Regions from separate parts of the Mus musculus genome. Here region 1 is linked to region 2. Evidence: chromatin contacts called from public HiChIP or PLAC-seq data. All regions are on one chromosome and are shown on one strand. The core of a region is the stretch at or near the end of the contact, and the rest is flanking DNA. Distances in the headings are between cores, read along the strand shown. Region 1 holds the start of Nkx3-2 (NK3 homeobox 2). Region 2 has its middle 530 kb from the start of Gm35380.

Region 1 (5,876 bases), core at 1,149-3,648, 680 kb before region 2:
ATCTCCTTCTGGCCCTGCCTGCACCGGTCACTCACTAGACCTAACGATCTGCTAACCTCTGGCAAACTCCGTCGCCCCGCGCCTCCTGGAGAGGCGGATTGAAACCATTTCGTTATTCTCATGCAAAAACCAGCAATGCCAACAACTTTTAAAATGACCGAACAAGTGGTTTTCCGAGCTTCAAAAATGTCTGCCACTTACCTCTTGTCAACTTGTGATTTGAGATAAAAAAGACAACAAAACAAAACAAAACCGGTTATTTCTGCCAAATAAGTAGTAATCATTACTTCAAATAAGCATATGGATACCCAAACCTAACCCTAGCGCTCAGGTATTACACTCTTGGATATTCTTGTCCATCAGCATGTCCAGAGCTCACTGGTTCTTGTCCCCACCGAGAGAGCCCCATGTCCACAGGCCATCACACACATGCTCTGCACCTGAGTAACCTCATTTTTCTATCAAGCTTTGTCCCTCGTCCTCCACTAGCCCCTAAGTCAAGATAGCTATACACATTCTCAACACCCAGCATGGGATGCAGAGAAGAGAAAATCGATTTTAATAAAAGCATGAAAATGTTGAAGGGGGAGTGGAGAGCCTCATTTTGAAACCTCTTAAGCATTTCATTGGATCCTTGTCCTAGCCAGAAGTTAGTCCCTTGGCTGTTATAGTTGCCAGCTACTAACAACGAATTTAAATCTTTCCCTCAAAACTTACACAATTGTGAAGAACTATGAAGAGTTGTAGCCCCTTCAAGAGAGGCCCATCCCTTACCCCAAGGGACCCTGCAGCATCTTCATAGGGCAGGAAAACAGGCAACTGCAAGCCACGAAGTCTACAAGTTTCTAACCTTCCTCCCGAGGCGAGGCGGACGACTTTGACTGGGTAACGATTTCTCCCCCGCAGTGCGGATCAGCTCTGGGAAGCAGCTGCAGGAGGCCTTCCCTATTTTAATGACACCAATGAAGTGGCCTCCTCAGCTTCTGAAATTAACATCACAACTATTTAAATGTGTTCAGAGGTTCAAGCTTGTGTATTGGACCAAGCCTCGGGTCACATTTGTGGAGCAGTCAGTAAGATTTGTCACTTGAACAAACTTGTCATTAAAAAGATGTTTAGTAAATAGGCAACATATGTTTTGACATAACCACAATGTTTATATTTTGTATTTACTTCCTTCTAGTGAGTAAAATAACTTGGTTCTTATTTTTAAGGGCATTAAATCTCAGTTCTGGATCTCACTATTGTGTAACTCCCAGCTAGTCTCTTTCAAACTTATCTACTCCTTCTCAACTCACAAGAAACAGAATATTTAAAGAACAAATTAAAAGCATTTTTATGTTTTCTTCTTGATGTAAAACAAATTGAACAAATCCAATTAAATTCAGAGTTGATTGCCCAAGGAGACGAATACCCAGCTCCAAAAATTCTCTACCCAAATGCTTTCCAATTCCTCGCCCCACTTGGTGCTTAACTAATATTTTTCAACCTAGCTTTTTAAGTCGTCTACAGAAATCCAATCCAATCAAACGTAAAATGATAGGAGTACTTAGTAGAGTGATTTTAATTATCAGATTACTTCAGTAAAGAGCATTAGCAGAGAAACAGCTGAGAAACTTTAAGAGTGGAAGGAAAAAAAAAGATGAATTTTGTTCTTCGACTCTGGGCTCCTTCCTAGAGAACAGAAACTATACGTCACATCTGGAGATGCTTTCTGTTGAGTTTTCGCCGAAATTTTGAGCTGGGGTTCATACTGGTGTTCCAGAAAAGCGCTAGAGTCGATGGTTATCGGAACTGAAATCAGAAACAAAGTTTCGGGATGATGGTTCTCCTCGATGCTGAAGGATGCTACTGAGAACCAGGTTTAGGAGGGAAGGGGTTAAATCAGACCCTGTCTTTTGCTACTCAACTGGTGGACTAGAGTCTCTTAAAGTCAACGGCCTCCAGTTGGAACCAGCCAATCCACTGCCGGGAGAGCCCAGGACAGCTAGTGAAGGGGCGTGGCCCGATGCTGTCACTCAGCGGTGAGGAATGACACTCTGATGGGAGGGGGGGGGGGGTACAGTGGAACGCAGAAGCAAAGAGAAGAAACAGATAAAACCCCGGCAGAGGGTAAAAGGTGTCCCCGCTCTTCTCCGATTTTAGGGGCCTCAGCTGTCACTGCGGGCGCCAGAGGAGTAGGCTCCGGAAAAGCCAGCCCAGAGGGGAAGAGGGAGGACCCGCCAGGAGCGAAGCCCTACAGGCCGGGAAGACAGAGGCGCACAGAAAAAGTGACTTTGGGCGGTGCGCCTCGGCGGCGCTCCGGAGGCGACTGCAGACGCGGAGAGGACCCTTGACAATTCTCGCCGGCCTCTCCCCAGAGGACAGACCCGGGCCGGTCCCCAGAGGGCCACGGGCGAAGAGATAATCGGCCGGGCTGTAGGAGAAGAGCATCTGGCGCTGGATTCCAGGGGAGGGGGTCCTGGCGAGGTGGGCCTGTGAGGTGGGGTGAGGGTCGGCGCGGATCCTGGAACTGAGGGGGGCGGGGGCTGCTGTGCTGCGCAGGAGTGGGTTGCGGGGGCCTGGCGCGCCCCTCTCACTCGCGCTGAGGTCGCCCAGAGCTCCGTGTCAGGCTCGAAGCTGTCCCCGCGCCCCAGTTGCCCTCCTGGCTGCCGGCTCCGATCTGCGGCGCAGATGGCTGTGCGCGGCAGCGGCACCTTGACGCCCTTCTCCATCCAGGCGATCCTCAACAAGAAAGAGGAGCGCGGCGGGTTGGCTACGCCGGAGGGGCGCCCGGCACCAGGGGGCACAGAGGTGGCGGTGACCGCGGCGCCCGCCGTCTGCTGCTGGCGGATCTTCGGGGAGACCGAGGCCGGTGCGCTGGGGGGCGCCGAGGACTCTCTTCTGGCATCTCCCGCCCGAACCAGAACAGCCGTGGGGCAGAGCGCAGAGAGTCCGGGAGGTTGGGACTCAGACTCAGCCCTGAGCGAAGAGAACGAGGGCAGGAGGCGCTGCGCCGATGTCCCGGGAGCCAGTGGAACCGGCCGCGCCAGGGTGACCCTGGGCCTGGACCAGCCAGGCTGCGAGCTGCACGCCGCCAAGGACCTGGAGGAGGAAGCCCCGGTCCGCAGCGACAGCGAGATGTCAGCCAGCGTTTCAGGTCTGCTGCTGCGGGGGGTTCTCCAGGAAGGGGGCTGGGCTGAAGGGGGTGGGTTAAGAGGTCAAGCACTCTGAGGCGGGGTGGGCCTACTGTGGGAACACGACGCCCTGCCGGGCTTAGTGCTAGCGAAGTCTCCAAGTTCTTCGCGTTGGCGCGCGCTGCCCCAAACCTGAAGCAAGTGAGCTTCTTAGAGCCGGGTGTCCTGGTACTATGTGGCCTGCGCTCTGCACCAAGAACTTTGAGTTCATCTGCAGTGCCTCAGCTGTGCCCATTTAAAATCTCTAGATTTAGGAAAGGGGGACCAAAAATCTATGAGGTAGATCCCTGACACAGCCATGCCAACGACTGCAGATCCTGTCACAGCGTAGGAGTGGGGAGCCTTGGGAAAGGGCGCGTTTAACTTCCCTTACCCCAGGACTGGCAAAACAGCCTTTGGCTGAGTACCTAGGGAGCTAGAAACAAAAGTAGCAGTTACCTGAAGGCGGGAGATGGTGGGGAAGTGTGGTTGAGGTGGTCTGGGAGGCGCTGGATCGTCAAGACTCTGTATCCACTCACGGGTATATTTCTTAGTCTGAAAGGCCGGCTGCTGGCTTCTATTGGGTACAGTCTGCTGTAGGCCTCGCATAGGCTTCGAGCCGGCCAGAGCGCTGACTTCTTTTGCAGGCGGTGCTGCAGGAAGCACAGAAAAGGCTGGGAAACGGGGTTCAGATCAGGGTCTTCACTGTCTGCACCCGGCTTCCCTTTATTTTCATGCAAAGAACAGGGAGGCAAGTGTACTGGGGCCTCGCGTTGTTCCCTGTTGCCGTATCCTGACAGTTCTGGGTTCTTAGGACGGAAGACTCTCTATACCTCTGACCTCAAGATCTGCACCCTTCCCCACCACCACCTTCCTCTTTCCTGTAGTCAACGGATGTGTGGGTGTGGGTGTGCAAAGGTGTGCTGTACAACTCGAAACAGAAATTCAGTGTAGAAAGCCACGATTCAGGGCTAAGTACAGAACAAAACTTGTGGATATGTTCAGGCCAAGTATCCTACATTCCTGCAGGAAATCTGGGGCCTGGAAAACTCGGGAAGAGCTGTTCCCCTACTGCTCTAGCAAGCAGCAGAAAAGATACATTATGTGAGAAGCGTGGAGGACAGAGTTCTGAAACAGAACCCTCTGGAACTTCTCCTCCCCTTTCAGTAGGCTCAAAGTGGGTTCCCTTGCCAATCTTCCGCAAGAAACCACAGCAACCGAGACCCATCTTCCCCTCTGCGAGTCTGACAGGTTCTTTGCTTTTTGTTCCTACCGGAATCCGCAGGCGACCACAGCCCGAGAGGCGAGGATGACAGCGTTAGCCCTGGAGGTGCACGCGTGCCTGGGTTGCGCGGCGCCGCGGGCAGCGGGGCTAGCGGCGGGCAGGCGGGCGGCGTGGAGGAGGAGGAAGAGCCCGCAGCCCCTAAACCGCGAAAGAAGCGCTCCCGGGCCGCCTTCTCGCACGCCCAGGTCTTCGAGCTGGAGCGCCGCTTTAACCATCAGCGCTACCTGTCCGGGCCGGAGCGCGCAGACCTGGCAGCTTCGCTGAAGCTCACAGAGACGCAAGTGAAGATCTGGTTTCAGAACCGTCGCTACAAGACCAAACGCCGGCAGATGGCCGCCGACCTGCTCGCCTCTGCACCCGCCGCCAAGAAAGTGGCCGTAAAGGTGCTGGTGCGTGACGACCAAAGACAGTATTTGCCCGGAGAGGTGCTGAGGCCACCTTCCCTTCTGCCACTGCAGCCCTCCTACTACTACCCTTACTACTGTCTCCCGGGCTGGGCGCTGTCCACGTGCGCGGCCGCTGCTGGTACCCAGTGAAGCCCTTGGGACGAGGCAAAGAAGGATTCCTGCGTCCCCCGTATGCACCGCCACGGACAGGTGTACTCTGTGCAGGCGAGTTCTGCTCAACTGGGGATGAGGCAGGTGGGGAATGAAATCCTGCTGGGACTTGACACACCTATCCAGGGTGACAGGGCCCTGGAACTGAGTCTGCCCTCAGAGGGCGCCTTATTGTCATTTGAACAGCTGCGCCCTATGACCCCAGGAGCTCTGCACACCGGGCCACCGATCCTCAAGCCTCGGGACGCTATTTATTATTCACAACAACGTTGGATTTGGATTCTGTCTGCCAGGGGTTGGTGTTTGCCCAGAGTAGAGAGGACTCCTGGAGACCCCCGGTAGCCTGAATCCTCGGAATCTCGGGTCGGCCAGGCGCTTCTGGCGCTAGGCCACACTAGTTCATGGTATCCATGCTACCGATCTGTATCTACGTATCTTTAATGTTTGAAAATTACATTTGTGACAAAGGAGTGCAGAATCCTTTCAGCCCCAGGCCAGGAGTTGAATTGAACCTCCAAGGGTTTGATTTGGGGGAACCTTCACTCCACCCCTTGCGGGGCGCCCTCCTGGACGCTGAATGTAAGAATGGGAGCCTTTCAGTGCGGGGCAGGCCAGGGATTCCCTACACTTTACCTTTCTGTAAATTCAGTGCCATACCCAAAGGGAAAATGCCTGGGAGACCCACAAAGACGGTCCACCGCCATCATTAAAGCCCCTTTCGGAATCCCACCTTTCTTCCTTCCTTCTTTTCTTTCTTTCTTTCTTTCTTTCTTTCTTTCTTTCTTTCTTTCTTTCTTTCTTTCTTTCTTTCTCTCTCTCTTTCCTTTCCTTTCCCTTTCTTTCTTTCTTTCTTTCTTTCTTTCTTTCTTCTTTCTTTCT
Region 2 (5,778 bases), core at 3,197-5,696:
AGTACAAAGTCGAACACATGTGCTAATGACTTCAAAGGCATGAGAAAAGATTTTCAGACTCATATCTCTAAATTATTCTATTCTAATCACACAAAATTTCAGTCTTTCTGTTCCCTAAGGTGGTGTGAGTTATTGTTTCAGTTTTCCAATATGTGTATGAGACAAATGGTAAAAATGATGGACAATTCGAAAACAAAAACTATAATCAATAATATTTAATCCATAGCTTTCTTATGACTTCTGTGGCTTGTATTCATTTGAAAATGTATACTGATCAAATTATTTCTAATATAATGGTGACAAAATTTCAAATCAAAAGAAAATATTAAGGGATTTGGATTATTTGCTACTATCTTAAGCTCCAAGCAGTCAACGTCATAAAAAGAAAATTATGCTAAAAATAAAGTTAGGTCAAGTAAGAGGTAACTAATCACACAATATATAAAAAAGATATATAAAATATGTGACAACATATTTAAAGACCAACAAAAGAGCTTGATGTATAATTTGAATTAGTTAATATGTTAATTTTTATTATATAATAAGGAACAGTAACTTTTATCTTTCCACTTATGAAATAAAAGCAAAAGCAAGAAAAGAATTCAGCCTCTTTGAAAAAAATTGACAATTGGTTAAATTTTTTTTCCATAATTTGTCAAATAGGGTATGCTATGTCTTTAGAATGGGACATTATTTGGTCATGTGAAAGATGATATATTAGTCCATATTAATATATATATTATATATATATAAACCTTGAAAACATCATAATAAAGTTCAGCTACAAAAACCTATGCATTATGAGATTCCATTTGTAAAGAGCTCAGAATAAACAAATCCATGAGTTAATAAATGCACTCTCTTGAGTATACAGAGGAAAAGCATGACAGTGGCTGGTAATATGTATGGGGTTTTTTTGGAGGAAGTGAAATGCCTGAGGATAAAGCTGATATCTATGTGGACAGCATCATGCGGTACCTTGGAGTACCTCATCAATGCAAGAGGAAAGTGGAACCTCTAAGACTGTTACTCACATAGGACAGAAATACAATCCAATAGTAATCAGAGAGTAAGAAGGGAGAGAATGGAAAGCATCCTTCATTTTTTCTGAGAATATGGACTCTTGGAAGCCTTTCATATCTTATGATGTGATGTATAATTACATGTAGGGAAAAGAAGACACATCCTTTGAGAGGCTTTAGGCAATAAGTTAAAATGACTGTCAACAGGTTGAAAATACAAGAGTTAAGTGACTAGAAATAAGAGGTAGGACACGTTTTGAGTTTGAGGAAGTAAATAATTATGTCATCAGTGTTAGCATTAGCTCCAGTTTGAGCATAGTAATTATACCTGCTAACGGTCAGGTGTGCTGGCTTTCTTCATTGGTGACTTGTAAATGGGTGAAAACTGGATTCAGTTTGTAACAACCAGAGAGCTTGTCTTCCTATGTTCTCTTTCTGTCTTCTCTGGAGGACTTCATTTTAGTGCATGTATGAAGTTTTGAAGAGTGGGGTTCAGAATAATCCACTGTGGAACAGACATGGGGAAGTAGCATTTTGACAGAGGATTTCTTGTTGAAACTCAAAAGCACATTTTGCTGGGTTTAGGTATGTGTGTGGCTTATCTCCCTGTCGTTGGTCAGAGTTCAGCTTAATGTCTCCTTCTCCTGGTGTCAAACATGACTTTCCTAGAGTGAAGACAAAAACGATTACCATATGTTGAAGCAATTAAATTTACACATTGTCACATTCTACTATATAATTGAGAATAAAATAGACAATCTGTTTATGACAAATGAACACATGGTTTGTTTTAAATTTGTTTTTCTACCCACTTGGTTGCTTTTAAAATACAATTAATTCCCTCCTCTCCCTCCTTCCCTCCCTCCCTCCCTCCCTCCCTCCCTCCCTCCCTCCCTCCCTCCCTCCCTCCCTCTCCCTCCCCTGTGTGTGTGTGTGTGTGTGTGTGTGTGTGTGTGTGTGTATGCAGATGTGAGTGTGGCATGTTTGTTGAAGTCAGAGAACAACTTTTCAGGTCAGTTCTCACCTTCTGTGTTGCTCAGCTTCATACTGCAGTCTAGTTAGCCTGAAGGATTCTGGGTGATTTTCCTGCCTCTCTTTCCCATCATCTAGGATTACAGATGTGCACAAACATACCTGACTTTCTACAGCTGTTAGGGATTGCATATGTTTCAGGGATTTCTACCTGAGTCATGGTCTTGTGGCTAGTACTTTCACTAAAAAATCCATTTTCCTGGCTATCTCTTTGAACCTTACGGTGTCATCAGCGGGTCTGCAGTGATTACCCCCTCTCTCTGATTCTCTCAAAGTTATGGGGATAATGCCACACACTAGCTAAATTGTTTTTGGAATGAATAGTTTTTCCAGGAAAACTTTTGTCATTAAATTATTTTTTCATAGAGAAGAAGAATCATCATTCTATACAAAAACATCCTCGAACATAGCTTGAATTATCCATGGAATAATAGGTGTCATGTTCACATTAATAGCAGTTATTGCTGCCAAGGGGTTTGTACTTGGCAGGAACCAGCTAAGCAGTTGCATGTACTTTCTTAGTTAAAAATCACAGTAACATGGCCACAGCAGAACCATTATCATCTCCATCTTACAGATGAGAAAATCATAGCACACATTATGAATTGCACAAAATTGCAAATTTGGGAAATGACAGAATTAAGATTTGATCTCAGGGCTGTCTGCTTTTTGCATCTAAGATTTGACCCCATGTGCTGTATCAAATCTAGGGTGAGACCTATATTCTGGGACTGAAAGAATTGTTGCAACACTTGCTGTTGTTAGGATAATTTTCTCAATTACTCTTTTAAAGCACAGACAGGCACACATGGACATCAAGCCCATTGTGTAGCTGATGTGTCCAACATTGACAGGAAAAGCACTCTCTACCAAAACGTATATTAGGAAAGAAAATAGTGAAACAACAGGATTGCTCAACTCTGCATTTCAGCTAAGACCCCCAAACTGAAAATCATCTGTGCAAAAGTTGCAAAGGCATTGTCACTACATACACATTTCCGTGTTAGCCAATGTTCAATTTCAGAGATACAGACAGGAGATGAATGTTTTGTTAGGAGGGGGCTTGGTAATAAGAATTCAAAAGACATTATTGTCCTAAGGGACACTATACCTAAATTATAAATCAACTAGTGTAAACCTTAACCAAAAGTTGGGCAGTTCAGCAAATGTAGTTTATAACACAGGGCTTAGAATATTAGACAATGAAGTAAAAATACAATTTAGTAATATAGTATAGGAGAAGCTGACTATTTTGTTGCTTAACAATCATATCAGTGGAAGGGAGGTCTACTGAGAATGTATGTGCATGCAATATTGGAAGATTTTCAAACTATCTTTCTCTCTTCTCCTTTTCTCTCTTCTCTTCTCTTTTCTTTCTTTTCTTTTCTTCTTTTTTCATTTTCCTTTTTATAAATACTTGTAATAAAGCAGCTTAGTTAAGAGAAAGGAAAGAGAGAGAGAGAGAGAGAGAAAGAAAGAAAGAAAGAAAGAAAGAAAGAAAGAAAGAAAGAAAGAAAGAAAGAAAGAAAGAAAGGAGAGAAAGAGAAAGAAGAGGCTTCAGGGCAAAAAGAACAAAGAAAAAAGCATAATATCTTTCTCGTGTGTGTGTGTGTGTGTGTGTGTGTGTGTGTGTGTTTGTGTGTGTGTGATTCATCTGTGACAAGAGAATAGTAACACTTACTTCCAATGACATGGGAATTAAGTGGGACACAATTGTCAGTGCACTTCACAGTGGATAAACACCTGAGTGGAGTACCACATACATATGCTCATTTATTTTCACTGTGTCTCTTTTCTACTTAATCTACTTTTGTTCCAGGAAAAGAGAATTTTAAATCAATACAAAGAAGTCCTAAAGCAATTTACTTATTGAAAAAAATAAAGCTGAACAATAACCACGAAATAGAATGAAAAAAAAATCTTTGACAAGTAAAGATAAACAATCCTGCATTGTGATAGTCTTGATGAAATTCTCTCTCTCTCTCTCTCTCTCTCTCTCTCTCTCTCTCTCTCTCTCTCTCTCTCTCTCTCTCTCTCTCTCTCCATGTGTGTGTGTGTGTACACAGATTCCACTTGAATGGACAGTTCTGGACTCAGTCTGCTCCCTTTGAATAAAGCAACTGGAGAGTCCTTAAAGTATCAGCCAGCATCCACACATTTATCTGAGAGCATAGGTGGGAGCTAAGAAAATAAACACTGTGAATGTGTTTGGCATTAGACTGGGAGGCACTGGGTCCCCTTTTTCACTTGTGGAGTCCCTGCTGACGACTTACAGCCTGGGATATTAGCAGGCTTGAGCCTAGACCCTGAGTAGATGGGGAAGGTGTAGGGTGTTTGTACAGCTGAGAACAAGATGAAAAACCCCAGGTTCCCTCTCACACCCCATTAGACCCTGGAGTCCATGGAGTGTTGCACTCAACACATAAACACTCTGCTTAGGGAAGCCCTGGCTGGGGTGTGAGAGGGCGAGGCACAGTCTTCTACAGAAACAATGGCATCTCTGTGAGGAGGCAGGCATCCTCACCGTGAGCGCCTTGGTCTGGGACGCATTAATCATTGCTTCTACCTTGTGCATTTCAGTAAACCCTAAGGCCTTTGGGGATCAATAAAGAAACAACAGGTAAGGAGATACCTAATCAGAAAATAAACACTCAGGGCCATGGTTTCCACTCACACTTTCCGTCTCTACAGAAGCGAACTTGGAGGAAAATGGAATTTGGAGTAATTGCAGGTCCACCTGAGTTTGCTATCGTTGACAATTGATAGAGATTCCTTGTCTTCATACAACCCTATACCTTTGCCCACTGTGGTTCATCTGCCAAAAATATTCTTCAACTATGCATACTGTCTTTTGGCAGATGGCTGCTTATCTTTCTAGCATAAGATTCATCAAAGGAGTTTTTTTTTTTTAATCTTCAATACATGCTGAGTTATTTGCATGCTCAGTGTCCCCATGCTGTGAAGAAACTAATGTTAAAGTGCTTCCCCTTCATTAGAATTCCTGTGTCTGCACTGGTCTCAAGTTTCTACATAGATAAACATGTATTTCCTCTGCTGAGATGATTTAGGCTGAAAGACAATGTCTCATTTATTCTCTGAGTCTCTTTTTATTAGTACATCTACCATTGTACCCATTTTGTTTTTAGATATTATACATTAAGTGGGTCTATTTATACTACAATAATAACTACTCAGTATTAATGGATGTGAGTTTTCTCAGAAACAGAATTTTGGTCCTTGTAACCAATGTACCTTAAGGTTATAATGGATAATGACAACTGAATCCAGTGATTGATTGTATACTTTTTCTTTTCAGTATGGGAGATTTAACTCAGTATCTTAAATATGTGAGATAAGTGTTCTAAATTGAGCTATGTCTCCAGGCTATAAATTAGAGCATGTGTGGCTCCCAAAGGTAAATGTTTTTAGAGAGCATTTGGTTAAACCTGTAAGTTGGTCTCTAACAGAAGGTCTTCACCTCATGGACCATGATGAGACCATGGACACCCCTCACATTCTTTCTTGTTTCATGTCCATAAGGTGACTCTTTCTTCTCTGCCTCATATTCTTCTGCTGTGATAAGCCTCCTCACATGGAACATGACCAACAGGAAAAATCATACTTGGACTAAAATAAAGATATACACAAAATGGTCTTCTTTATTTAAAAGTTAAATATCTCATGCAATTACAGATGCAAGATGCTGACTAACATAACTATGGTC

Evidence for each region. HiChIP or PLAC-seq counts read pairs in DNA pulled down with a chosen protein or histone mark.
Region 1: a contact with region 2 is called in an H3K4me3 HiChIP or PLAC-seq map of embryonic limb bud, with 8 times the contacts expected there. The contact joins the promoter of Nkx3-2 here to the enhancer-like site in region 2. A contact is called at or near these places in 11 of 39 promoter capture datasets (the C10 cell line, HPC-7-derived erythroid cells, cranial neural crest and 7 more), 3 of 484 Hi-C or Micro-C datasets (the HL-1 cell line and embryonic stem cells) and 12 of 115 datasets of contacts at active chromatin or transcription factors (craniofacial prominence, embryonic basal ganglia, embryonic forebrain and 8 more).

The regions. Positions count from the first base shown.
Region 1 is chr5:41,760,742-41,766,617 of GRCm38.p6, reverse strand. It overlaps Nkx3-2 (NK3 homeobox 2), which reads left to right and starts at 2,398. Exons shown (of 2, transcript NM_007524.3): 1 at 2,398-3,139; 2 at 4,441-5,135. The coding sequence starts at 2,674. The coding sequence ends at 4,976. It overlaps Gm46910 (a long non-coding RNA gene), which reads right to left and starts at 3,983. Exons shown (of 2, transcript XR_001784850.2): 1 at 3,615-3,983; 2 at 1,533-1,794.
Region 2 is chr5:41,086,634-41,092,411 of GRCm38.p6, reverse strand. No RefSeq gene overlaps it. Among named protein-coding and RNA genes, the nearest start is that of Gm35380, 530 kb to the left of the region's middle. Within about 2 kb of position 4,446, at least 4 of the 459 cell types and tissues checked have an H3K27ac peak or open chromatin away from gene starts, as enhancers often do. A contact at or near this core is called in embryonic limb bud and neural tube, where this site is marked.